Linked DNA regions of Mus musculus: regions 1, 2 and 3 are each linked to region 4. Evidence: chromatin contacts called from public promoter capture Hi-C data. All regions are on one chromosome and are shown on one strand. Each heading gives the region's core, a stretch centred on a gene start, on an enhancer-like site or on the middle of the called end of the contact. The rest is flanking DNA. Distances are from core to core; before and after follow the strand shown. Region 1 holds the start of Phc1 (polyhomeotic 1). Region 2 holds the start of Tatdn2 (TatD DNase domain containing 2). Region 3 holds the start of Sec13 (SEC13 homolog, nuclear pore and COPII coat complex component). Region 4 holds the start of Bms1 (BMS1, ribosome biogenesis factor).

What was found. Promoter capture Hi-C pulls out the DNA fragments that hold promoters and counts their contacts.
Region 1: a contact with region 4 is called in a promoter capture Hi-C map of liver, with 2.2 times the contacts expected there. The contact joins the promoter of Phc1 here to the promoter of Bms1 in region 4. A contact is called at or near these places in 2 of 39 promoter capture datasets (liver and pre-B cells) and 1 of 484 Hi-C or Micro-C datasets (CD4 T cells).
Region 2: a contact with region 4 is called in a promoter capture Hi-C map of cranial neural crest. The contact joins the promoter of Tatdn2 here to the promoter of Bms1 in region 4.
Region 3: a promoter capture Hi-C map of liver shows a contact between it and region 4, with 3 times the contacts expected there. The contact joins the promoter of Sec13 here to the promoter of Bms1 in region 4. A contact is called at or near these places in 2 of 39 promoter capture datasets (liver and pre-B cells) and 1 of 484 Hi-C or Micro-C datasets (CD8 T cells).

The regions. Positions count from the first base shown.
Region 1 is chr6:122,336,899-122,342,045 of GRCm38.p6, reverse strand. It overlaps Phc1 (polyhomeotic 1), which reads left to right and starts at 2,389. Exons shown (of 16, transcript NM_001355215.1): 1 at 2,389-2,448; 2 at 3,566-3,574; 3 at 5,031-5,147. The coding sequence starts at 3,571.
Region 2 is chr6:113,695,776-113,701,382 of GRCm38.p6, reverse strand. Tatdn2 (TatD DNase domain containing 2) reads right to left here and starts at 4,333. Exons shown (of 8, transcript NM_001347356.1): 1 at 3,782-4,333; 2 at 3,266-3,676. The coding sequence starts at 3,670.
Region 3 is chr6:113,738,663-113,744,446 of GRCm38.p6, reverse strand. It overlaps Sec13 (SEC13 homolog, nuclear pore and COPII coat complex component), which reads left to right and starts at 3,766. Exons shown (of 9, transcript NM_024206.4): 1 at 3,766-3,802. The coding sequence starts at 3,800. Atp2b2 (ATPase, Ca++ transporting, plasma membrane 2) reads left to right here. Exons shown (of 20, transcript NM_001036684.3): 20 at 1-616.
Region 4 is chr6:118,416,238-118,421,825 of GRCm38.p6, reverse strand. Bms1 (BMS1, ribosome biogenesis factor) reads left to right here and starts at 2,409. Exons shown (of 23, transcript NM_194339.1): 1 at 2,409-2,538; 2 at 3,209-3,417; 3 at 4,248-4,438; 4 at 5,284-5,363. The coding sequence starts at 3,242.

The DNA of each region.
Region 1 (5,147 bases), core at 1,140-3,639, 3.9 Mb before region 4:
TCCTGTAAATTTAATTTGCTGTTGATTATATATATATATACATATATATATATATATACATATATATATATATATATGTATATATATACACACACACATATATAACTAAGTTAAATTTATTTTGGTGGAAATTAGTTAGACCTATGACCCAGTAAGCTTTGGAGATCTTTACATGAAAATTGAACTCTAAAAAAAAAAGAAAAGAAAATTGAACTCTTGGCCCATGATCAACATAGCTTGTGCTGCAATGGGTTATTCCTAGGCTAATGTCAGATAGAAGCTGAAATTATTCGGCCACTTTTCAATCCCCTTTTGTCATCCAGTAGATGACGAAACCAATGGTACTGGATTGAAAGAAAGAAAGAAACCAAAAAACTTGAGGTGGAATGTAGCTCTATTAGCAGTTCTTCATTGTTAAGGGGTGGAGCACAATGGGAAAGGGCCTTGATAATCTATACACACCCTATAGGTTGGGGAAATAAGGACATAAGCACTGGCATCTGGATGCTTTCTTCTGGGTTTATATATTACAGATCATATCCAGATTCATTGATGTTGAGTTTTCCTATAGAAGCCCTGTTTCTTATCCTGGCAGGGTATATAAATCTGAAAGTCATCTTTAGGTTGTTCTTTGATATTGAATACTGTTGAGGCTCAAAACGCCATTTGTAAGTCTCCGCAAGGAAGCTTTAACCTTGACCTGCCAAAGTTCTAGGTTTGAATGAAGTGGGTCCTGCTCCACCTGTTTTTTAACCACCAGATCTCCTTGCCAGAATGTTCCCATTCATCCCCAGCCAACACCTATCATCCTTGGCTCGGCAGCAAACCCTTTCACCTCTCCACACCCATGTTCCTGCCTCTCCAGTCCTTTGGCTGCCCTTTGGGATTTGCATACCCGTTTAACAGGTTCCTAGAAGCCTCCTAAAGATCTTACTTTACGGAGATCTGGCTATACCAATTAAGAGAGGGAGTTGAAACAAACACAAATGCATCAATTTATAATGAGAATGCCTCTCCCCCCCCCCCCCCCCTTAAATACAAATTAATTACACCTGGGTTTTCAATCTAGAGTGGGCTCAAGAAAACAACTAATTATGGCTGAGGTTAGCAAAAGATACAAATCCCAGCTATTATCACAAGGTAACACCCTACGGCAGGTAAAAGGTTAAGGAGAGCAGCTGTCTTTGCTAACAATGCTCTGGTTTAAAAAAAAAAAAAGCTTCCAAGAGTGGCCAGCACACAGTAGGTGTTCTAAGAGCTCTGAGAGACTGAGAATAATTAAATCCTGTTAAATTTGTGTTGCAAATAAAACGGGCCTCCCCCACCATATGCTCAGCCTTCCCAAAGGCAGCACCATTGTTCATCTCTTTACACCCCGCCTTTTCCATTGTTTTGGGCGTTGTGATTCTTTCACGTGTGCGTGTGACTTAAAGAGATTCCGAAGCACACAATCAACCCTGACGTCACAGACTTAAGTATTATTCAAAGCAAGTTGCTTCAGGTTCCTGCTTTTTAATGAACTGCTGCTTCTAACGGGTTCAGTTTCTGTGCGGCGTTGTTTCCCGCCTTCTTGGAGTTGGGGCGAGGGATTAAACACTCAGCATTCTCTCGCCGTTCCCTCTATCTCAAAGTTTTTCTTTTCTCCTCTTCCCTTCCCTTTGCTCTATTTCCTTTCACAGGCCGTCGTTTCTCAAGGGTCTTTGCTCCGCTTCCTCCCTCTGTGCCTGCTGGTCCCTTTGATCCTTTCTTTCGAGCCCCTATTCCCAGAAGCTGCAGAAAATACCTTCTTTTTTTCCCCCCCTTTCACGTCACTTCCCTCCCCTCTCCCCATCTCCCTCTCTTCTCCGAGGTGAGTCCCCCTCTAGAGGCCAGCGCTTTCTTAGACGTCTGCTTTCAGACGGCGAGCGGAATTCGAAGAGAGAGAAGGGGGGAAGAAAGGAGGAGAAAGAGAGCCAGAGCCAGGGGGAGAAAAGAAAAAGAAAAACAAACAAAAAAAACCCCACTCGGGCCTAGAGCGCGGAGGCCGGGGAGCAGCGTCGCCATGGCAACGGGCGCCGACAGGAAGCGAGGGACGCGCGCGAGGGCGGGCGCGGGGAGGGGGCGGGCCGGAGGAGGGGTCGGCTGCCCCGGAAGCACCTCCCCGCAGCCCCCTCCCCGCCGGCCCGCGGCCCCCCGGCCTCGGCCCCCCACCCTCGCGGCGGGGCAGGAAGTGACAGGCCCGCGCGAGCCCCCGGCCTGGCGGAGCCGCGGCGCGGCCAGCACCCGGACGGCGGGAGGGGCGGGGAGCGGCGGCCGCGCCGGGCACCTCCCACCGCGCCTGGGCCCCCGCCCCTCCAGGAAGGGGAGGAGGCGGCGCGCCGCCGCCGAGGCCGAGCGACCCCCCCCCCCTCCCCCGCCCCTGAGGTGGACGCCCCCCGCGAGGACTCGGGTGCGGAGCCGGGCGCGAAGGTAACCGGGCGGCCGCGGGCCGGGGAGGGGCCGCATCCCGGGGTCTCGGCGGCGCGGGGATGTTTCCTCAGCCACCTCGGCGTGTGCAACGCCCAGGTACCTCCCCCAGCCGCGCTCCTGCCTCCCGCTCTGCTGCGCTTTGCGGTGCTTGGGTGCTGCGCGTCCCGGTCTTCGTGCTTTGCGCTCGCTGTGCTCGGTGCTGTCTGTCCGTCACCTCGTTGCCTCTGACCGCTTCTCATTCATTTCTCCCTTCCCCGACTTTGGTCCTTCCATCCGAGCATGCTGTCTGGTTATCTCCCTGCTTCTCGCGCTCCGCCGGGCTCCCCGATCTCCCAGTTCCTCGACTTCTGTGCCTCCCCTGCTTGGCTCCCTACTATTAGAATATACATTTCCCTGCTTACCAAGTCCGCTCGCTTCGGGCACAGCACTGTATCCACCCCTTTCTCCTGGTGTGTTTGATTTCTCTTTGGAAATGCATTTTTTTTTTTTTAATCACGCTTCTGTGAAGAACAAGAACCCCTGGGAGTCTTTCCGAGGCGCCCCTCAACCCTTGCTTCTCACTCCATTCTTACTGCAACAGAGTTTTATACTCAAGGGTATTGACTTCTTCCAACACCTGACCCAATAGGCCCAGTAGTATGTCTACCTCAATATTAATTTCTAGTTCCTTCCCATCGGTGTGCGTCTTCCCCAGTTGAGTCCTTAAACACACCCACACCCAAAAGGTGGGAACGTTTAGGGTGGCCTTTGACTCTTAGTTTTAATTTTTGATTGAGTTTGCCACCTAAACGGTGTGCTCTCTTCACTTTCTATACTGAATCTGGAACTCACAACATTCATTGAAAAATGAGGATTTTAAGATAGATTTGTGTGCCTGCGAGGTTTTTGATGGCAGTTTCCCTGGTGAAAAGACTTTAAAATTGGCCCTCTCTGTTTCATTATCTGGGGGAAATGAGGGGGTCATCGAATTGATGAACGTGTTTTATATAAGGCTCTATTGCAAGTAACAGGGTCTTACGTCTCTGAGTGCAGTGAGATAACTCCAGTAATCTGTACAACTGTGCCATGCTGCCTCTAATCCTTACCCACTTTTTTTCCTTCACATGCTGATATTGAGGATTCATGGGTCTGTATCTGTTTAGTGCTTTGATATTTTGGCAAAAGATGTGGGGAGAAAGGTAGACTGAAGTTGATAGAATACCCTCTCTGTACCTCTTTCATTTTATCCGTGTGTGGAGTGGCATTTGTTCGGTCCCAGAGTTAAGTGATGTAGAGATGCTGGGAAGAGAATCCAGAGAAAACTCCACTTCAGGGGCCAAGGTTGAGACTTTTGACTTTTGTTTACTTGTTTGGGATTAATTCCTGAGATAAATCCATTCATCTAATGAAACTAGAGATAGCCCCTAGCAGAAATTATGGTCGGACTTTTATATTCCCAAGCCAAATAGTACTTGGGAGACCTGATAGTTCTAGTACCTCAGTGTATCAAAAATAAAGAATACACAGTGTAAGTTTAACGAAAGAATGAAAACTAAGGAGTAAAATGATGTCATTTTCAGCCGCTTTAGAAGAGTGTTTCTGCTTGCTTCTCTTGTTTCTTTTCCTTTTTTTGATATGTATTTTTCTTTTAATTTATTTTTTGCTGGTTTTAATGTAGCTGCCAGAGGGTAAATTCTTACACTTTAGTAAAGTTGAATTTTACTCGTCTCAGTTAGAATGCTACTTACTTGGGAGTATGTAACCTGTTCACTTTGTTGCCTTATTTGCTAATAGGGACACTGGAGTTATATAAGGAGAAGTAACAGCCCCGAGGCTTTAATTAGGAGCTTGGCGAGCAGCCAGTCAGCTACTTTGGATATTTGGGCAGTAGTCTAGCTCTGTGTCCCCAACATTTATCCACTTCCATGACCTGTCCACTCTGTCTACCTCGTCAGTGTCTCAGGACTCTCCTCCGTGAAATGAGGATAGGAAATGCTCACACCGAGTGACAGACACTGCTTTGATGACAGATTGTTGTTGTTTGCTTTTTTTGTTCTGGGAAGAGACAAAGTAGTGTAAAGACTCGATACACAGAAGATCCTTGTTCCCTCTATTATAAAATGGGGGCTGTGATATTTACCATACAGCACTATAAAAATAGCACAGGTGAAGGGTCTGTAGGGGCCAAGGAACGAAAGCAACTAGAGGCTTCACCAGAAATGCTGTCCATTGTTAGCATGAGAACCATAGATAGATGGAGATAGAAGTAACAGCAAGCTTTGAATGGGTGGAGTGTGAACTGTTGGAACGTGCTGGGGGACCTAAGGTGGTTTTAGTATTGTAGGGTTGTGAGGTGGCTTGTTATAGTCTGGTGTTTTATTTAATGGTAGCCAGGAGGGTTAATGGAAAGGTTTTTCCTTTTGAAACAGTGACGAGCTTGAAAAGATGGAGTGAGGAAGATAAATTACAGACTTGGGAGTTCTAAGACCTCAGAGGAAGATTCTTAGATACTTTGTGGAGTTACTGTGATTTTGAATAATAATGCCATGAAATGACATTTTCCATTCAAGGTATAACTTTAACCTTTTACTGATTCTGTCTAGGGCTTGAGTCAGAGCGCCATTCTTGGGGACCCTGGAACGCTATCATGGAAACGGAGAGTGAGCAGAACTCTAGTTCGACCAATGGGAGTTCCAGTTCAGGGGCCAGCTCTCGGCCCC
Region 2 (5,607 bases), core at 3,084-5,583, 4.7 Mb after region 4:
ATACATGAACCCAGGGCATTCTACACTCTCTGCAGCTTGAGGATTTATATTAAGTTCCTCACAAAGTAAATACACTCTCTCAGACAGATACAGTGGCACACGCCTATAATCACAACACTAAGCTAAGGTAGGATGACCACTGTAAATGAGTCAGCCTGGGCTACATATTGAGTTCCATGTAAGTCTGAGTTATGTACTACAACTCTGGTTTCAGAAAATAAAAATAAAAGAAGCAGAAGCAGTGAGATGGTTCGACAACAAGAAGTTATTTCCCTCCAGGCGTGGTGGCATACGCCTTTAATTCCAATACTTGGGAGGCAGAAGCTGGAGGATTTCTGAGTTTGAGGCCAGCCTGGTCTACAGAGTGAGTTCCAGGACAGTCAGGGCTATACAGAGAAACCCTGTCTTGAAAAACCAAAAAAAAAAAAAAGAGAGAGAGAGAGAAGTTACTTCCCACGAGGCCTAATGAACAGGAAGCTGCAGCAGGACACCCCTCCCAGCACAGACAAGAGGATCAGGATTTCAAGGCCAAATTAAGCTGTGAGACCCTCTCAATATAAACCTAAGAGTCAACTTCTGACTTAAGAAATAACAAGAGACCCTGTCTCGAAAAACCAAAAAAGAAAAAAAAGAGATAACAAGAGGGCAAAGTGAGGTGGACCTCAGGTCTGTCTATTAACAGCAGCAGGCAATATATAACTCAGTGACAGAGACTTGCCTAGCATATTGAGGTCCCAAGGCAAACTCAGCAGGGAGTAAATAAAATAAAATGTTGGAACATCTTCCTTTTGAACACTCTGTGTGCTGACACTGAGAGCTCTGAGCTGAAAGCTTGGAGCACACAAAGCCAAGTGTGCACCTGTTGAAGTTAAAGAAGGCAGGGCTGGGTAGGACAATGAGTAAGCAACCTGAGGCGGCCTGGGAAAATGGTCTCATCAATGTCCTTCAGCTGTGCCAGCACACAACACCTGAGACTCAAGACCAACACGGTCACAGGGAAGGAGGCCTACACTTCCTAAGGTCAAGGGGAATCTTCCCAGGCCTCTCATCACACAGCGCCTGGCTCCGTGACCCAAAAGAATGTTGGGCATACAATAACACTCAAGTACTGACTATAACTACCAAAGGAGACCCCAGCGGCCTTCATGAAAGATAAAACCAGGCTAGGATTAGACTCAAACAGATCAGAGGCCATACCCTCAACTAACTGGCAACAGGCAGCATAGCCTGAGCCTGAAAATTCCTGTCCCTGACACTGGGGTTCTGTGTCAAAAATGCAATCATCTAGCATCAATACTGTCCAAAACCCACATGGATGAACTAGTAACAAACTTAAGTTGTATGAGCAAAGGTTCGTATTTACCTGACTTAATCTGAGCCACAGTCAGTACTATTCTGCCAAAGATAACTTTTCAATTCGCCATTATTTGTGAACTTAGAAAAATTCCTCTTGCCCTCCAGAGATCAGGCTATAATCTCTATTAATGAGAAAACATGGGACATGGGCTGAAGATGAAACTCAGTTGTAGAGCATGTGATTAGAAAACAATATACTTGGCGTTGGAGAGGTGGGTATGGCGCTTTCAGAGGACCCAAGTTCAATTCCCAGCATCCACGTGGCAGCTCACGACTGTCTGTAACTCCAGTTCCAGGCAACCTGATACCCTCACACATTCAGGCAAAAGACCAATACACATGAAATAAAAATAAATAAATTTAAAAAGAAAAGAAGCCGGGTGTGGTGGTGCACGCCTTTAATCCCAGCACTTGGGAGGTAGAGGCAGGTGGATTTCTGAGTTCGAGGCCAGCCTGGTCTACAGAGTGAGTTCCAGGACAGCCAGAGCTATACTGAGAAACCCTGTCTCGAAAAACTCAAAAAAAAGAAAGAAAGAAAGAAAAGGGAAGAAAAACACTTAGACAAAGAGCTTTCCGAGTTAAACAGCCAAGACTCTGCTTCATCTATGAACCCACCAAGAAAGTCAAATGCAGTGACACATGCCTGTGCCTCCAGAACTCAGAAGGGAGAGATGGAGGACTGGGAGTTCAAGGTCCTCCTTGGCTACATATGGAGTTCAACCTAGACTAAATGAACCTTTCTAAAAAAGAAACCATCAGGAAAGGTGTTAAACTCCCTTTCCTTAGACTACCTTTGCTGTTTTTCCTAGGGGCAGCCCATCTTCCCCCAAAATGAGACTTTCTCATTGTGTTTACACTCTTCTACATACACACTTTTTAAGACTACCAGAACTCTAAAATCTACATTTTAGTATCAGTAGAAGAGTAGGGACCTTTGTTTTGCAGTTACTGAAGAACCTCACACTCCTAGAACACTGCCTGGCACTCAAAACCTGATGCAGGTCTGCTTTAGAAGCATCCCCCAATCTGCTCCAAGAACTTACAAATCCCGGTGTGTTTCCCCTGCGGAACTAGACTTGAGCTGATCTCCAAAGATAACTACTAATAAACTAAAAAAGTACCCAAGCCAGGTGTAGTGACATACACCTTTAAAGCAGGCAGGGATCTGTGGGATTCAGGACAGCTTGGTCTATAGGAGACCCTGTCTCAAAAATCCAAAACCCTGTTAACCAAACAGAGAATGCCAACATGCAGAAATCCACAACTTTGGTGAAAAGCCACACTAAGAGTCCATTTCCTGAGCTGCAATTCAGAGCGGTTCTAAGTACAAAGACCATTTAATTTTATTTTTAATTAAGTGCACGTATGTGGGTTAAGTGCACATGAAGATAGATACCCATGGGAGCCCGAGGAATGGGAGCTGGAATTACAGGGGCTTGTGAACCACCTGACCTGGGCTCTCAGAACCTGTGTCCTCCTTCAGCAGCTGTATGTGCCTTCTTCTCTCCAGCCCCAAGGGCAAACTCTATAAATTGACCGAAATCTACATCATCTTTCCTGGGCATTATTCCACCTTCCATTGTGCTGATCCTCCAGTTCCACTGTCCATTTACAATCACTCGAAGGTTGCAGAGATCCCTCCAAACTATCTATAATCACTCTCTCTGGGATGGCAGACCACAACCATTATCAGGCTTTCCTAGTAGTTCCAAATGCCACCAAGTTTGAAAACCCCCTCCATACTGAGCTCTACCCCTCAACACCCTCCCCCTCGCCCCCCCCCACACACACACCAGGCCCTCCACAGGAAAGATCTAATTTTTATTCTCTTCCCACCAAATGTCTTCTCTCCACCCCTCAAACCACGTGCAAGGGACTTCACTGTTTGCCAGACGTCGCTGCCACGTACCTTAACGCTACAAGCTTCCTTCCGTAGAGAAGCCATTTCTTCTAGAGAGGAGTGGGCAGGGTGCAGAGGGGACCCCTTGGACGTAAATAGTCTCCGAGGGCTCGCAATCAGGAAGCCAGGGGAAGCGGCCTCACCCACACCTGAGCCCGAAGAGAGAGAGGACGAAGAAGAGGAAGAGGAGGTGCGACGGCGGACTGAGCTCCGAGGAGCGCGGGCCACATCGTCCCCGCGCCGGACTTTCAGACGCTGGGGGCTGCTGGCCCCTCGAGGACGCGACGCACACCTGCGACCTGGCCGGCTGGAGGGGGCCACATTGCCGGGCTCCCGGGGGCGGCTGCGCTTGCTGGGACACCCTTCCGACGTGCTGCCCCAGTGATACTTGACCTTGCGCCGCTCCGACGCCATGGGCACCTGCCAGGGACAGAGGAACGACGATTGTAGCAGCAGCCTTGGCGGCTGCTCGCCTCACACCGCCGGGAAGCCGCTAGGGCAACGGCGGGAATCGGCCCCACTGACCTTTCCCGTTCCTGTCGTCTGCCCATTCCAGTGCTACGGGCTTCGGGGACGCCACAGCGCTCCGAGAAGCGTCCGCGGGCCGAGCGCCGAGCCCGAACAACGCGCAGCCCAAGTCCGCGAGCGCGGCTGTCAACAGCGCGCCACTCCCGAGACGCCGAGGCGCTTCCGGCGCGGCGCGGCGCGGTGCAGCGGTCTGCCTTCCGAAGCCCTGCGCGGGGGGCCGAGCGCGTGCGGAGCCGCCTTTTGGGCCGCACGCGCCCGCAGGCCCCGGACGCCAAGGGCGGGCCGCGGGCGGGGTGGCCGCTCGCCTCCCGCCGCCCCGTCCCGCCCCGGGCCTGAGGGAGCCACTGGCCTCCGGAGCCGCGCGCCGGAAGTCACCTCCGCTCCTCCAGCTGACCCGGCCCAGCGCCGCACCGCGCCCTCATCCAAGGCCTCGGCCCCGCCGCCTACTTCGCAACCTCGGCGTCAGCTCCGCGGAACCTGCCCAGCGGCCGGCGGCCGGCGTGCGGCAGGGGCGGAGCCGGCGTCAGGGACGGCGCCGATTGCTCCAACGGGAGAGGGGCGTGACTTCGGGCAAGACGGAGCGCGCCTGTTGGTCCGACGTTCTGGGGCGTGCCCCTACGCCTCACGAAGCTCTGTGGTTGGTTGGGAGCGATATGTGGCGGAGCTTCTCACGTGGCCCTGGATCCGCGCGAAGGGCCTGCTGGGGACGCCCGGGAGCCGAAAATACCGATGGAGGGTAACTTGGCGGGCCTCTTGGTACCGGACGCGCGTGCCAAACATTGTCACTCACTCACCTACTCACCCATCCCCCCTCCCCCTTTTTTTTTTTTTTTTAAAAAAAACAACGCAGGAAACTGTGGCTCGATAAAAACCAAGCGACACACCCAGAAAGTGACGGAATTGGGGTTAGCAGGCACAAGCCATACACACACAAAAAACAGAACCAGGCCTGCCGGATAGACCTGTAAAACCAACTGCTCAGGAAGAAGAGGCAGGACGATTGACAAAGTCCAGCCTAGACGTTTTAGAACCTGACTACAACTAAAAAAATTTTAATAGCGGGGGGTGGGGAGAACAGAGAGGTGCCTGAAGCAGCCATAGTAGCTCACATTGGTAATTCCATTTGGGTCGCTGAGGCTGGGGAACTGCTGAGTTCGAAGCCAGTTTGGGATAGCTAATGAGTTCCGATCAACCTAGGCTTCCGAGTGAGATCAAAAGAAAAGAAAAAAAAAGAGAGAGAGAGAGAAAGAAAAGAAGAGATATAACCCCACATCAAGAGAGCCGTAGGACAGAGGATCCAGAGTTCAAGGTCACCTCCTAACTTCTTGAGACCCTGTTTCAAACCTTCCCACACCAACCCCAGAAAAGGTAATGATTGCAGCTCAATAGCAGAGCACTTACAGGAGAAGCAAGCTTTTGATCCTAATCACCAAATTACCCAGGTGTCACACAAGTCTGTAAGTAATCGCAGCCCTCTGGAGGTGTTGGAGGGGAGGGTCAGGAATTCCAGACCAGCCTGTGACACTTAAAATGCCCCCGCCCCCCAGAACCAAAACAGTAAAGAAAAGAGTTTGTCCTACTACTTCATTCCCAGACTGCTCTTGGCCAACAGCTGTGGTGGCAAGAACTAAAGGCTCTCCACACTCAGCTGGCCTTCACTTTTTTTTTTTTTTTTAATTACCCAATGCAGGAGCCAAACCCATGGAATAGCACCTCCCATACTCAGAGTCTTCTGTCTTCAGTTCATCCTCTCGGTAAACTCCCTCCTAGTCACAGCCAGAGCATATCTAACTCCTAGAGGGTTGTTAACCCAAGTTCACAGT
Region 3 (5,784 bases), core at 2,517-5,016, 4.7 Mb after region 4:
GGTTGCCAACTGAACCACACACTGACAAGCTTTCCACCCAACACACTGACAGTTTTCCACCTGAGGCCCCACCCTTGGAGAACCCTAGGAGTGAGGATTCTTCTAGAAGCACCAAGGCCACACTCAGACCCTAAAAGTTCCCATGTGTTTTCCAAGGTCCAAATGAAGCCCTCTGATTTAATATAGAGATCCGACCCACCCAAGGCATGGGACCCCAGGCCCTGGGTAGCTGCCATCATCCCCTGCTCCCAAAAACAAAAGGTTTGAGGCTGCTTGGGCCCTTCCAGGCCCTTGGTCTGTTTTGTAACGTCTGTGGTGCTCTCCCTCCAGGGCCCCTCCTCTCGGGGGGTCACCACACTCTGCTATCTCTCGTGTGCACATCTTTTATAACGGAGTAGCGAGGGAATGGTGCCGCCTCCAGCTTCCATAAGCTGCCTGGGCTCTGGGGGGCTCTGGGACAATCGGGGCTGGGAAGTGACTGTGCTCTTATTGTACACTCTTTATTTCTCTGTATCTCTGGCTTGTGCTCTTTGTAACTAACAGGATTTGTCTGCCTTTTCAACACTATACTAAGCAATAACAATAAATGCACACATGGAAACGCAGGCATGGTAAACATCCCAAGGCCTTTTTCCGAAGGACAGCTGGGTCCCCTCTCTCTATGGATTTGAACCTGGGGAAGTCTCTGGTTGGGAAAGACATTTTGCTCTAGATCACATCTTTGAGCTCCCATCACCTGTGGGAACTTCCGTGAGTCATTAACCCGTCTCTGAGGGAAGGCTTGGGAGGAAGGGTCTCAGGAAGAAAAGAGTTACTCAAAAGCAAAGTAGCAGGGAGAAAATTATGAACGGCCTGGCTGTTGTCTGGGATAAACCAGAGGAAGAAGGTAGAAAGTGTGGACACAGATTATAGGTGGCAGCCCTTACAGAGGTGGAGGGAAGCCAAGAGCATCCTGGTACCCTAGTGTTTTCATTTATATTCTATTGCTGTAACAAACCACAATGGCCAAAAGAAACCTGAGGAGGAAAGGATGTATTTGGCCTACATATCCTAATCATAGTTCATCACTGAAGGAAGTCAAGGCAGGAACTCAAACAGGGCAAGAAATGGAGACAGGAATGGAAGCAGAGACTATGGAGGAGTGGTGCTTACTGGCTTGTTCCTCCTGGTTGCTTTTTATACCTCTCAGAACCACCTACCAACCACAGTCGGTTGGGCCCTCCCACATCAATTCTTAACCAAAAAAAATGCTCCAACAGACTTGCTTAGGGGCTGACTGAATGGATGCAACTACTCAACAAAGTACCCTTTTCTCAGATGACCCTGACTTGTGTCAAGTGGGCAAAACAAAACTAAAAACAAAATTAAACAAAACTAACCAGCATACCTAGTCATTTGAATCTAGTAGCCTCTCACAGGAAAGGAAATATGCCAGACTAGGAAACAAACATCAAGTTATAGACACAAAATCCTAGCTCTTCACAGGCTGAACTGGTCCCCAGGTCAAGTATCAGTGGCTCTGTCTAACTTCTGAACACAGTTTCAGTTCCAAGGTTCATTTAATCCAACACCAGTTTTCAGAGTAGGTATTACTGGTTGAGCATTCTGAATCTGAAAATCTGGAACTTTCTGAGTGCCAACATCATGCCACAAGCAGGAAACCCCATACCACCAAACTTTGCTCTGGGCACAAAATTATTAAAATATATATATATATATATATATATTCCAAGTATATGTAAAGAATGTGTGTAAGCAATATATATATATATATATATTCCAAGTATATGTAAAGAATGTGTGTAAGCATATGGAAAGAATGTGAATTTTCTATTCAGACTTGGATTCCATCCCAGAATATCTCATGCATATGCAAATGTTCACAAAACCAAAATGAAGCACTGTTGCTTTCAAGTATTTCAGATAAGAGATCCTGAACCTGCACTGTGCTTCACTTAGCAGAGAAGACAGCCACTCAAAGAGGCGAAGAATGAGCCCTTAGAAGTAGGAGATGAGGTGCTGACAACATTCCATCTGTAGCCAGAGTTGGCCCTCTAAAGCTTGATCACACCATGTCTTTCAGTCTACCTGCAAATATCTTAAGTTGCTGTTGCTTATCCCAGATCCTCAATGTCTTCAGCTTCAGAATTTATACCAGAAAATTCCCTCAATAACAGTGCCTTATATTTACATGTTAGATGCCCGTTGTCAACATTTTTCACTGGAGAAAAGCAAGGCTCAGAGAAAAAGAACTTGGCCCGATCAGTTGAAGGTTAGTGATGCAGCTACAGAGGGGCCTGCACCTCAAAGAACAGAAGGCCAAGGAGCCCCCTCAACTTTCTTTTCTGTTTTACCCTAAGTATCGCCTCCTCAAATCCCTGTAAAAGTTCTCCATTGGAGGAGGAAAGAGATCTCAAAGGCACTGTGGTGGTGATAGTGACAGCCAGGGGTGAGGGCGGTGTCATGATATAAGGCTGCCACTCTCCAGGCCCCTCTCCAAAAAGCCTTCACACTCCTTGAGTCTTGGCATCTTGCTGGTAGCTATCTTCAGCCAAGGTATTCAATCCCAGTTTCAACATACGACCAGAAAGATTTTTTTTTTCAAGACAGGGTTTCTCTGTAGAGCCCTGGCTGTCCTGGAACTCACTCTGTAGACCAGGCTGGCCTTCAATTCAGAAATCTGCCTGCTTCTGCCTCCCAAGTGCTGGGATTAAAGGCATGCGCCACCACTGCCCAGCAAAGGATTTAGCTAATGGGAGTGGAGGTTCTACTCTGGGCCACTTGGCTTCTAAGTGTGGTGGGGAAATGTGACCACGTGCATCTGAGGAGCTGCCCTGGGGCTCTGTGTTCCCCTTTCAGTGCTGTGTAAGCACCAAAGCTAAAAACAAGAGTTTGGGGAGGTTCCAGTTGTTCTCCCTTGAAACAGTCAGACTCCCAGGGACTTGAGACTCTCTGCTTGCCATCCCTTAAGAAAGCTGGTGCATTTTTGTATACTATCATATCAACTAACAATGAAGCTTTGACTTCTTCCGTTTCAATTTGTATCCCCTTGATCTCATTTAATTGTCTTTTTGTTCTAGGTAGAACTTCAAGTACTATGTTGAATAGATAGTGAGAGAGTGGTCAGCCTTGTCTTGTCCCTGAATTTAGTGGAATTGCTTTATCCATCAACGTAATTTACCATATAAACAAACTGAAAAAAGCCCACATGATCATCTCATTAGATGATGAAAAAGCCCTTAACAATATCCAATACCCCTTCATGTTAAAAGTCTTAAAGGGATTATGGATACAAGGACCATACCTAAACATAATAAGGCAATATACAGCAAGCCAATAGTCAACATCAAATTAAATGGAAAGAAACTTAAGCAAGACCTAACAAAGCACTAGCCCAGTCTACTTGAGAAATTAACCTCTACGATGGTCATGATAAGCCAGTGGGACCCGGAACCCGCAGAAAAGGAGAGTGAAGCTATAATGACTAGTCATTTTATGTATGCATCTCAGGAACCAGAAAAAACTTAGTCTAAATAAAAAACCTGCTAGCGACGGCTTCAAATCATAAAATCCCTGGATTAGGGTCGCCACAGCAACCAGAGCCCAACAGTAGCCAAGATAAAGGCAGAACTGCAGGAGGGCGGGGCCGAGGATCCAGAAGACGCGGAACCTTTGTGTGAGTCGAGTGTGTTGCTGACCGGAAGATCCTGGGTGACAGCCTGCCGGCTGCGGGCCGGCACCGGAAGTGAAGCGTTTTGAGCTGCCACGTCCGAGGCCGTGGGTCGCCGCTGCTGCAGCTATGGTAAGTGTCGCGATCCCTGCGATAGTCGTGGCTTTGAGACAGACCACCTCTACGTCCTCAAAGTTTGCTTGTCCTGCCTCTCTCTGGGTCTCGGAGCGGGAATTTAAGGCAAGGCCACTGGGCCTTCCGGAACTCATAGGCCCGGGCTGCGAGCCCACCTCCTGCCCGTCTCGTGTCTTGTCCTCCAGAATTGGAAAAACAGCCAAAGCTATCATAGGATCTACTGCCTGACAAGCCCTTAGTGCGTTCCCACGATCGCTCACATCCTCTGCCTGCGCGTAGCCTGCGGAGCAGATGCTACTATCATCAACACTTGGGCTAGGCAGTGGCAAGCTAAGATCCAAATTCTCCTCATCATTCGCCCTGCCACCCACTACCTCAGCAAAGGAGGTGGAGGGATCAGTTGCTTGGACACAGGACTCCCATGTGTGATGGTCCCTTCGGGAAACTGATGACAGGCCTAGCTGAGTGACTCCAGGGCATCGTCTCAGCTTTTTATTTCTGTTTCTTATTTTTGAATTTACATGGCCTCTGTGGTATGTCTTTCACCGCACCCCACTCCGTATAATACTAAGGGAATGAAACTCTGGAAGTCTTAGACCCTGGTTGGCGCAGCGGTGCAAGGAGCTGCCTCCTTCTGTTGGCCTTTGGCTCTTTTGTTGCCAAGTTGGAGACTCATACACAGGTTCATTCTAAGTTTGTACCTGGTGTGATTCTGATGAGCTGAACTGTTTTGAGTGCAGCTTCTTACTGTGTTCCAGCAAGCGCATAAGTGTCCTTATAAGATGCTCCGGAGGACTGCTCCAAGAGCTTTAAAATACATAGCATCCCAAAGTGTGGATCATAACCCATGGCTGCTGGTTAAGAATGGTCATAAGGATGCCAGCTTTCCAAAGTCCTGTGGGTCACCAATAGAAAATTACTTTTCCTTGAGCCAGTTGGGATTGTGGGGAATTCTTGGTCACATCACCCACCTTATATTGGTGTGTGTTGGGGGAGGGGGTTAGAGGATTAGTAGATAAGATTGTTGCCAGCAGTGTGGTTTTGGTAAGGGTGTTTTCTTCACTGCCACCTTAAATTGATTAGTTTTTCTGTTGACTATAATTGATTGCTCCTGGTGCCTCTCCAATGCTCACGGGAAAATGTCATTGTCTCCAGGCAGGTGCTGCTCCTCTTTCTCTAATCTTTGCCGACACTTTTCAGAGCATTTAAGATTCTCAAGGAAACACACTTACTTATTCAGTGTGTGCCTTCTGAATGCCTTGCCGCCGTACTCTCCCAGGGTCTACCTTTCTGAAAAAATAGCCCAGGCTGTTGGAGAATTCTTGATCCACCCTCTTGATCCTCCAGAGTGTTAAGGATCTGCAACACCACACCTGCCTTGAGGAGTCAGGCTTTGTAATTGCAAAGTTTGCACTGGGAAAGGTGACTTGTTGGAAATGGTGAGAAATGTCAGTCTCAAATGGAAGCTACCTTTTCAATCCACTTTTCTCTCCCAAGAATTTAATAGTGGATGAGAGAAGAAAAAAAAAAAGATGTGTGTCTTTGCTCTTTTATTAACTCAGTAGGTAGTTACTAAGTTCTTTCTATCTGTAAAAAACATTGTGCTAAATAACTTAAAGAGATTCAAAGCTGAGGTGTGTGATGGTGCCTACCTTTAGTCCGAGCACTCAAGGCAGAAGCAGATAAATCCCAGGGCTGGAGGCAGCCTGGTCTATGCAGTGAGTTCTAGGCAGCTAGACCTATTTACTAAGACAGACAGCGAATGCATCAAAGCTACAGATAGTTTCAAGGAGCTTACCTTCTCTAGCAGAGAAGTAGCATCAAGCTCTATAGCTGTCATGGCTGTTGTGTATGTAAGAGTTTAGCTAGTTGGGGATCAAGGGAGGCTGATTTAAATCAAATGGAGAAATCGCTGGTGTCCATCACAACTGTTTTTGGCCTCTACAGACTATCAGACCTGGGTCCCACAAGGTGAAAAA
Region 4 (5,588 bases), core at 1,160-3,659:
TTTGAACTCAGAGATCTGCATGCCTGTCTCCTAAGCACTGGGATTAAAGGTATGTATCACCATGCCTGGACTTAAGCTTTTCTTCACCTAGAACTTGCTGTGTTCTAGGCTGGCCTTGAACTTAGAGATCTGCTTGTCTTTGCCTCCTGGGATTAAAGGGTTGTACTATCATGTCTGGACCTAAATTTAGCTGAGTGGGATCTTGCCCCAAGGTTGCTACTCCCTTAATTCAACTTAATCTCCTCCAACACAGGATTCAGCTTCCTTTCACTTCCTGGTGACATCAGGAGGCAGGGGCAGACAAATCTCTGAGTTCAAAGAGCAAATTTCTACAGAGCAAATTTCAAGCAGCCAGGGCTATACAGAGAAACTCTGGCTTGAACCTCTCCCCCACCACAAAATAGTATCAGTGAACAAAATGGCCTTATCTAGTGTCATAAATGTGACTTGTCTATTTAACTAGAGATACAAACTGTTCACTCAAAAGTTTTTTTATTTATTGAGGATTACATAGAACACATTTTCTAATATTTCAGGACTCACGAGAGCTTACCCCCAGAGAGATACCACATTTGTCATGCACACCAAGCCCCAGCATACTCAAATGTCAACATTCACACCACACGCCTTCAGGCACCTTAACTCCAGTGTCTCAGAATTAAAGTGGATCCCATTCCCTATGTCAAAGGCCATGTCTCTCACCCAACCCCCGTCCACTAACTCCCAGCATCTTTGGGCATCTACTTTGTAACAGAATGTTCTGCAGCTCCATATCTTAGCCATTGCGTTCTAAGCAACCATTTGGGGATAATGAAACAAACATGCTAAAATCTCTTTAGTATGCCTATGAAAAATGTCCTTAGTGTTTAGTGCCTTAAGAAAACTAACTGACTAGTTGTCTAGTTACCTCTCAATGTCAACTTGACACAGTCCAGAGTCATATGATGGTCCAATAAGAAAGTCTCAGTTAAGGAATTGCATAAATCTGATTGGCTTATAGGTATGACTGGAGGGCTGGACTTGATTATTAATTGATTTAGGATAGCCAGGCCCACTATGGGTACCACCATTCCCTGGGCAAGTGATACTGTGCTATGTAAGAAAATAAGGCAAGCATAAGCCTAATGAGTGAGTTAGCAAGCACTATGGTGTCTGCCCTGAGTTCTTCCAGCGTTGGACTGTATGAGAAATTTCTCATAGGCCTCATTTGGTGGTTCAGCTAGGGGGATAGTTGCCAGGCAGGATGACCCTGTCACAGGTTGGGACTGAGGGCTGTTTGACTTGTTCAATAGACACCTCTGTCAGCCATTTGTCCTCAGTTTGCGATCTTACATTCCAATCCTTTTGTTGATGATAAAGGGCAATGTAGTCTTTTCTATAACTACTTCCTGCAGAAATTGGGGCGTTGCTCTGGAATGTGCAGAAAGGCTAGAATGATGGTCACTGGAATGATAGTCAAAGGATGGGGAGAGAGAAATAGGAGGGCCAACCTCACAAACTATCATTTGCTAAACCTTTGATTTTGTTTCATAATTTCCATATGAACCTTTAGAGCTGTTTTGTGTTGGTGTGCTATTAAAAGGTACAAAATGGGAGACTTTGAGGCAACTGAACCCATGTTCTTGGCTCATTGAGGTGAGAGCTGTGTTTTGCATGAACATGCTATTTTGTGGGAACCTGAATCCGTATTCCCAGGCCGCAGTCACTCTTATTTGGCGCAAGGAAAAAACCCTACTTCTTATTCTCCTTGAGATGAGCTCAGTTTTGAGTCCAGCATAACTGTAGCAAATAACCGGGACTGGGGGTTTGAGGGCTATTCCCCAGGACTGGACTGAGTCCTGGGGATGCAAGGCTGAGCACAGAGACACAAGACACACGACACACATAGCCACACATGCACACAAAATGGCAAGCTAAGACGTTTTCTGAAGAAAACGCCCTCTCCAGGAGCACAGAGGAGCACCCTGCCCTCAGCCCGTCGGTCCTGGCACAAGAGGGCAGCAGAGCGCTGAAAACCCGTGAGGACAGCTCTGGCAGCGGTGACAGGGAGCGGTAGCCTAGCGGATGGGGCGGCGGAATTCACAGCTTTCAAGTTGGGACTGGCGATGACTCGGGCGTCCTTCCAGCGTTCCTCTGCTACTCAAATAAGCGGGCCAGGGCCCAGCGCCGCGCGGATCCTCTGAAGCCAGGTCGCGCTGGCTGAGAGCCCGACTCTCAGAGTGGCTGGGACCCGAAGGAGAGGGCAGTCCGTGCGAAATCTGAAAGTGCGCTTGCGCAACCCTCAGCCAACCCAGAGCTTACTTCCGGCTTTCCCCTGAAAGTCGTCCGTCCACGGGTTCCTTTTTTTCCCCTCTTCTTTGCTCGTTTCCCTCCGACGGGTACAAGCAGAAGGACAGTTTCCGCTTCCGGCGTCGTGCTTGCGGGCTGGAGCGGTTGCTGCCGTGAGTCCGAGTGCTTTCGCGAGCCCCGTCGGCTTCCCGGTTCGGTCGGTCCTCGACCTCCCGACAGGCTGCTCCCAGGCTGCGTCTGGGCTGGAAGGCAAGTTTCTCGGCCGCCGGAGAGGTGCTCCCGGGAGTGTGGAGGGCGTGGGTTCGTGCAGTGCTGGATGGGGAGCGGGTCACTCGAGCAGGGAGGGCTCCTGCCCAGCTCGGCTGCGTGTTCTTCTCCCAGCAAAAATAGATCACCGGGAGGGGAAAATGTGCTTCCTCCAGGAGCTGAGAGGCGAGTCTGCTCAGCACTGTTCGGATGTCTTAAACTTGTATGTTTGTTTTCGTTTTAAGTTAAAAGGACACTTCAGCCTAAGCTACCTAGAATAGTAGGCACTAGTCACGTGCGACTAAGTTTAAAATTAATTTAAACTTAAGATAGTTTTCAGTTTCCGAAGGTACGCTTGAAATTCTCTGTAACCACGTGTAGTTCACAAGGCTTCTGTACTGAGAACAGCAGGTAGGATGTATTTCTGTCATTACAAAAAATGAGCACTGTCGAAATGGCTTCAACATAAAACATAAGAAGGATAGTGTTGGTGCTGCTAACTCTTATACTTTATGGCGTAAGAAAGGGACGTGAATTTGAAGATACTGGCTAAACATTTTCTACCTCCATTCAATGAACAAATACATCAGCACTTAAGTAAATTAAATTACTGCCCTCCTGTGTTACCCTGATTATAATTGATTACCACCACCGTCCTCCCTGTTCCGTGTAGGTAAGACTTATTTGTAGTAGATAAATAGCCACCATGGAGACCAAGGACCACAAGAAACATAGGAAGAAGCACAGTGGGCCTAAAGCTGAGAAGAAAAAGAAACGGCACCTGCAAGACCTACAGCTTGGAGATGAAGAGGATGCCCGGAAGAGAAACCCCAAAGCTTTCGCAGTGCAGTCAGCTGTGCGGATGGCGAGGTCCTTTCACAGGTGTGTTTACCTGGGGTTAGTGGGTCTTCCCTTAAGTACTGGGAGCCTCTCCCAGATGGCATTTGCCTTGTGAGTCTTAACTCAGGTCTGAAGGACGTAGGCATGCCATAGTAGGCATGCCGTATGGCTTTTCCTAAAATGTCAGAGCTCTGTCAAAGAAACATTTTCCCTCTAACACCTGCCCTTTGCCTTTCCCCACTTTTTTCTTTGTTTTCTTTCTTTCTGTCCTTCTTTCTTTCTTGTCCAAGAAGAAGAATTTACACAATTTAGATCACACACAAAAAAATCTCCTAAACTTTGCATATCTCCATGGCAGTTAAAGTGTTGGTGGTTCCCCCCCAATACTTTTAATGTAAAATACTAAAATAACTGTATTTAGGGAGATAATAATATATAGCCAGCAGTTTTCTTTAAATGTTACCTAATTGAATTCTTTCAACAGCATTAAGAAGTTAGGAATTATTCTCATCTGTGGATAAGAAAACAGATTCAGAGCACAAGTTCAATAGCCAGTTGATAGAACATTTACCCTGTCTCCTACACCTGACTTGTTTTATAACATCTCGTCACTATGGTTCCCCTTAATTCTCTTAAACATTAAAGCCAAGTCAGTGTCATGATGTGTTTGATTATTAACTTTATTTTTTAGTCATCTGTTTTATCTTTACTGAAGAATAACTTTTGGGTGAGGAGGGGGTTAGAAGTTAACCGGTTAAAATAAAGTTAATTGGATCCATGTATTATCTGGTCTCTATACCATCTGGACTTTTAAAAGATCTTTTGTGTTTTGGAAGTAAACTTTGTTTTGTTTTATTTTTGTAAACACATAGGACTCAGGACTTAAAGACGAAAAAGCATCACATTCCAGTGGTTGACAGAACTCCACTGGAGCCCCCACCAATAGTGGTAGTGGTGATGGGACCTCCAAAAGTTGGAAAGAGCACTTTGATACGATGCCTGATTCGGAATTTTACCAGACAGAAATTGAGTGAGATCAGAGGCCCTGTGACAATTGTGTCAGGTAGGGAGTGCCTCCATAGACTGCTGTGCCAAGGGATTGCTGTTTGGTCAAACAGAATATATAACACCGATGTTGTTACATCCGATTACCACATGGTTGCTTTTACTGACTTGCCTGTAACTCAGAAGGTAACTTCTCAGACATACAATGCTGATGTGCACCTCCTCAGTCTGACTGCTTGGTCTGCTTTGCCAAGTGTGCTTCGTGGAAAGGCCTAGGACTGGGTCTTGTTACTGTGAGCCCATTCATTTAACAATAAGTGAGCTCCCATATACCCCACACATCACTTTCCTTCTCAAAGCTACTCTGCGATAATTTGTGCACTTTTGTTTGTTTTTGTATTTGAAGCAGGGTCTCTCTATGTAGCTCTGGTTCTCCTGGAACTTGGTATATAGACCAGGCTGACCTCCAGTCTGGCTCCAGAGTGCTGGGATTAGATTTTGGGTGCTTCAGTGAGAGAAGATGAAGTAAATTCTCCAAATGGTAATGTTAGGAACTGAAGTGCCTTGTTAAAGAAGTGATGGAGTAGGACATTTCTTTATCTTTGGGACATCCTTGATCACTGTGTTTATAGTAATAGTACAGGAGCATATGCCTGTCCCGTGGACATGCTGCTAGGTTAGGTTTGATGGTTTTAGCTGTATTGAGAGTGTAGAGATTTTGATGGAGATAAAGAGAGTGGCCTGTAGCTCAGCAGGATCATGGGCATTAGTTATAAACTGTCTAGAGTTGTACTGTAAAGGTATGTGGTATTTTACAGTTAAAAACAAGAACATTATAAAGTTAATGGATAGGGTATTCTCAAGTTTTTTTAAAATGTAAAAGTTTCATCCTTGTACTTACAGGTAAAAAGCGCAGACTTACAATTATTGAGTGTGGGTGTGACATCAATGTAATGATTGATCTAGCTAAAGTAGCAGATCTGGTAAGTCAATAGGGTGACCTGGGTTCCCAATGGAGAGTGTGACAATGTGATGGGTTATTTATCTCATTTGCAAGGAAATACTTGTGATTATTCAGGAAAGATAGGATAGAAGTGGTTGAAATTATGGCAACCATTGATACTGTCAAAAAAATGGAATGTGCATGAACACATTCTCAAACCTAAAGAAATGCATAGGGTGAGAAAATATTGGACAATATTAGTATA